Linked DNA regions of Zea mays: region 2 is linked to region 1. Evidence: chromatin contacts called from public Hi-C data. All regions are on one chromosome and are shown on one strand. Each heading gives the region's core, a stretch centred on a gene start, on an enhancer-like site or on the middle of the called end of the contact. The rest is flanking DNA. Distances are from core to core; before and after follow the strand shown.

Evidence for each region. A called contact is a pair of places that touch in the nucleus more often than the background predicts.
Region 2: a contact with region 1 is called in a Hi-C map of tassel, with 2.8 times the contacts expected there. The contact joins the promoter of LOC100280275 here to the promoter of LOC100127524 in region 1. A contact is called at or near these places in 4 of 25 Hi-C or Micro-C datasets (bundle sheath, ear, leaf and 1 more).

What each region holds. Positions count from the first base shown.
Region 1 is chr6:85,657,601-85,660,300 of Zm-B73-REFERENCE-NAM-5.0, forward strand. LOC100127524 reads left to right here and starts at 1,429. Exons shown (of 4, transcript NM_001112781.1): 1 at 1,429-1,806; 2 at 1,915-1,976; 3 at 2,683-2,700. The coding sequence starts at 1,606.
Region 2 is chr6:85,962,132-85,964,831 of Zm-B73-REFERENCE-NAM-5.0, forward strand. LOC100280275 (Protein-tyrosine sulfotransferase) reads left to right here and starts at 1,280. Exons shown (of 12, transcript NM_001165575.2): 1 at 1,280-1,681; 2 at 1,897-2,071; 3 at 2,145-2,216. The coding sequence starts at 1,621.

The DNA.
Region 1 (2,700 bases), core at 179-2,678:
TCATCCTTTCAGACCACACACGGGGGCAGGTGGGGCTCGAGCCCCCTACCGCTCCCGAGCAAATAGTGCCTCCCCATATAGCTTCCCGTAAAATTACATCCTACATTTCTCATTATATATTTTATATTTTCATCGTTCATCGATGTTTCAATATGAAACTACTTTAAACTATGGTATTTGTATGTTGTGAGCGGTTTAGTGAGATTATATCTCCGTTGAGCATAGTTTAGCCTCTCCTAAAAAATTTCTTGGCTCCGTCTGCGTTGAGCATCGTCCCTACATCGTTAGTGTACCGGCAGATGGATCGGAAATCGGATAGGGTGACCCCAACACAGCACCAGCAGCTAGCTAGCAGGTGGGGCTCGAGCCCCCTATCGCTCCCGAGCCAATAGTGCCTCCATCCCCATATAGCTTCCCGTAAAATTACATCCTACATTTCTTATTATATATTTTATGATTTTCATCGTTCATCGATGTTTCAATATATATAACTACTTTAAACTATGATATTTTTAAACTATGATATTTGTATGTTGTGAGCGGTTTAGTGAAATTATGTCTCTGTTGATCATAGTTCAGCCTCTCCTAAAAATTTTCCTGGCTACTTTAAACAAAAGGGCGGCGAAGCTAGCTTTAGTTTATGCGGCAGATGGATCGGAAATCGGATAGGGTGACCCCAGCACAGCACCAGCAGATAGCAGCAATGAAGAATAATACCAGCAGGCGGACATTATTGTAGCAGTATATGCACAAGAAACACCCTACACATACATATGCTGCCCGGGCAAATCACTGTGAAAAAAACACTAAAAAAGGTGACCATGAAACTTGCGCCTGGTTGGCAGACATACTCTCGACAGATTAGTTGGAGCTAGCGCTACGGAACTGATCGTCGAGAAGCTAGCATGCAGCAGCTGCGCGCTTAAGATTCAGATTGAGATGGACAGATAGACGTGTACGTACGTGCGGTCTGCAGGAGCTAGCTGAGGAGAAGCTAGCTAGCTTCTAGCTGCTATGGTAGCCACTGCTTTTGGGCCGCGCGCGAGGGTCAAAAGCGCGCGCGCGATGCGGATGCCCCGGCCCCGCGCGCATCCAGCATACTAGTTCTGCATATACCGAGTGTGCATAGCTAGTGTCATCAGGTCCACACAAGAAGAATTGGAGATAGAGAAAATGACTGGAGATTCTATGGGGGACATGCATGTGCTACTAGCAGACTCAGACAGCAGCAGCAGCAACAAAAACTATTAGGAACAGCACAACGACATAGCCAGCAGCTAGCCACACACAGTAGTAAACCTTAACTCATATCAGCCAATAGCATGCAGCAGCAAGTTGGTGACGGTACCATGCATCATATATACTCCTGGTGAGCTTGACGTACCGGCCACCGGCCACTATATAAACTGGCCATCGATCATCAGCTAGCTAGCCAGCAGCAGGTAGTACCTTGGCCAAACGACTTAGCTATCAAGCTCGACCGAAGCTAAGCTACCAAGCTAGTAGCCTTCTTGGTCACGTACCGGCCGTTGTTGATTGCAGCGGTCAAGCACACACAAGCTAGGCAGCTAGCTAGCTAGAGCTAGGGTCGTCGGATAGATCGACATGGCCGGCAGGGACAGGGAGCCGCTGGTGGTTGGTAGGGTGGTCGGCGACGTGCTGGACCCCTTCGTCCGGACCACCAACCTCAGGGTCAGCTACGGGGCCAGGACCGTGTCCAACGGCTGCGAGCTCAAGCCGTCCATGGTGGTGCACCAGCCCAGGGTCGAGGTCGGGGGACCTGACATGAGGACCTTCTACACCCTCGTACGTATATATATATACACGTCGTTTTACTTCTCTTCATTGGCTAGCTACCTAGCTAGCTAGCTAGCTTATGATCGTACGTGATGCCATGCATGCTTCGTTCTTCAGGTGATGGTGGACCCGGATGCTCCGAGCCCAAGCGACCCGAACCTTAGGGAGTACCTACACTGGTAAAATATTTATACGTACTCGTCCTGCACACACTCGATCGATCCCTTCACTATCTATATATGTATACATACATATGTTATATGTTACAAGTAAAATCTCATACTCCCTCCCTCCGTTCTTAAATATATGACACCACGGTTGATCTTTTTTCTTCAAAAATTTTGACCACTTGTTTTATTTAAAATAAATCATGAATTATTATTTGTTTTGTTGTGATTTGCTTTATCACTTATGCACCGTTTGGTTCCTTGGAATTGAATTTCATTCTAATAATAGTAATTTGGTTTTATGCAAAATATATTTGTATACTATTATTAGCAAGATGTCAGAGATATTTATGTGCTACATTTTTAATATAGAGGAGTGAGCCGAAGAGCGTCCTATAATTTGTAGTGTAGAAACAAATTCTACTAATACATAAAATCATTTCTCATCCTTCACCAAATGAATTTGAGATAGGTTTATATCTAAACTTTAGAAAACGATGGATATTAAATTTCAAGCTAAATAGGTTACTTTTCAATTTCTTTAAAATGAATGGATACAAACGTCCCGTTAAGATAATCATTTAAAATTTTTACATTTTCGAATAAGTATTTTTAATTAGACGAGTGGTCCAAATTTTTGAAATAAAAACTCAACAACGTCATATATAGTTGGTTGGTTGGTCATGTCATCTCTGATCTACCGTCTTCTTTCATGCAGGCTGGTGACGGATATTCC
Region 2 (2,700 bases), core at 30-2,529, 300 kb after region 1:
GTTTGATTTGTTTAGTCCATAGACTAAAGTTTAATTGGGGTACTATAGTTTAGTCTCTATCATGTTTGGTTCCAGGTACTATAAATATTTATAACACATTAAATGACTCATAAAAAGACCAAAATGTCACTTAACATTCTCTCGCCATTAATGCACCTAAAATAAACGAGGGCAAAAGATGAAATTAATATGGTTTAGTTCCTTTTAGTCACTCTTTGAGGGACTAGTGACTAAATCAGTTTAGACCCTGTTTTAATCCCACCATTTTGGTAATTTAGGAACTAAATGATACTAAACGGATAATGTTTAGTCTCTCAAACCAAACAGGGCCATAATCCTCTGGAGGGTTAAATGAAAAAAATATAAGAGATGAGCTTGCCCTCGAAGAGTCTGTTTCTACATGACACTTACATATATTGTCTTTTAGCTGTATTTGTGATCTAAATATCCACAATTATATTATGAAGTATCTCTTGTATTTGAAAAAAAACCAGATCTTTTGAGCTATACATGCCCTAAAACAATGAAAAAATTTGCAAAATCAATCGTTGGTTGGCTGGTTGGTTTGCGCAACTCGGACTGATGGTGACTCCCGAATCCGATAGAGGGTTGAGGCCGGTAGCGTGAAACCGACCAAAAACTATGGGTGTTTAAGGATTCATCCTGTGCGTGGAAAACGAATATTTGCATCCAAAGTGAAAAACGAAGCGTGGGAGAGTAATTAGTCATGTACGGGACCATCTAGATCAAGAGTATGCTAGTTCAAAATGAGGTTCAAATACTTCAACACCAAATATTTACATCTAAAGTGAAAAACCCTTAAACATTAAGAATTTGAAGACTGGAGGGCGCGGAATGGGATATTCCGTCTGTTGTCGAATTCGATCTGTTTAAAAGAATTGAGATCTAATTTATATTCGAGTTTATGTACTCAATATCCCATCTATATACAATTATCCGTATCTGTATTTCCAAAGTTAGATTTTTAAAATATTGATATACATTAAATCTTATCTGACAACTTAATAATATCTGTATCTGATCTAAATCTTAAGAAAAAAATGTGAAAATAAATAATATCGCTCCGTATCGGACCCCATTACACACTAAAAAAACCATCCCACTGCGCCGTGGCGGCTGGCCTTTCCGCTGCGCTTTCCCAATTCCCACCACCGCTGCTGCCAGTCTGCCACAGCCCACAGCCAAGCGCCAACCCCCACTACGCCCGCCTCGGGCGTGCCGGCCCGAGCGACTGGGACTAGCGCTCAAGCGCTGGGCAGCTGGGCGTGCGAGCGAATAAACAACGCCGCCACGAGAAGAGAGGAGAGCAGAGGGCAGTGGGGAGCTCGGAGACCGAGGGAGGCGAGGAAAGCGGCGGGTGCCGGGCCGCCCGCGCCGGTGCCGAGGTCCTCGAGTCGACCCCTTACGTCTGTCCCCCGCTTGCCGCCACCCGCTCGTGGTCCTTCCATTTCCGTTTCCTCCCCCGCATCCCTTTTTAATGCTCGTCGTCCTCCATTCTGTCGCCGCTGTGTTCGTGTCTCTCCTCGCTCCCCGATCGCTGCCCCTGGGCGCCGCGTTCGCCGCCGGATCTGGGGGCGGGACGGTGCCCCAGACGAACCGATGGCGCGGGCGGCGCTTCGATTGGGCGTGCGCGCGCTCGCGCTCCTCGTCTTCGTATCAGGTGCGCCCTCCCCCTCTTCCTTGGCTCTCGCATGTCTCCTCGGCAGTCGGCACGTCCGAACTCTGTTCTGCGGCTGCGTTCGCCGTTTTGATCGAGCGATTCATTCGCTGGGACTGTTTCGGCGGGGTGCGCTCGTTGAGCTGGGAAACACACCTGCCTCGGATTTTGCGCTGTTTTTCGACTAATCACTCGTCCGTTCGGGTGGTGTGGTGCAGTGGCTCTGCTTCCACTTGTCAGTTCCGACGATGGGTACAGACACTGCGAGGGTGTCGTCAGGGGCTGGGCGGATGCCTCGTCTGGGCGCGTGAAGGACGGGGACAAACTGAGCCTCAAGGATTTGCTCTTCTTCCTCCACATTCCTAGGACTGGAGGCCGCACCTACTTTCACTGGTACATTCGCTGGACTGGACATCACTTTGATCCACAGTAATCTACATCCCGCTCATGTTTCATGCCTTGGCAGCTTCCTCAAAAAGCTGTATACGAACGCGCAGGAATGCCCGCGTTCTTACGACAAACTACGGTTCGATCCAAGGTGAGCAAAGTTAGCTCTCTACTTTGCTCAACTGCATCACCATGCCATTTGGGCAATTCGACAAACCATATCTGTTTTATGAGCACCACATCAGAGTTCTTAATCATAGCACTGTTCCCGTGAACTGTCTGAATCAGTTAAAAGAAATGTGTGTCTTCTTCAAATTCTGGGTGCCATCTGCCCTGCTGTTTTTAATTAATTAATTAATTTTGTGGCCTTTATGAAAAATGTTCTTTGGAAATACTCCCTCTAGGAAAATTATCTTCTATTTTACAAATTTGGATCATGAACCAAATAATTTCAATGAGATATATGGTTTACTGCATTTCTGTCTAGTGAAATAATGTTCTTCGTGCTTATCTGACCAGGAATGTGGAAGTTGTTAACATTGATGGTACCCATTATGCTAATTACGGCAATTCTTGTACATGCATAGCAACTAGATCTTGTAATATTAACTGACGTTTTACATGGATGTTGTGAC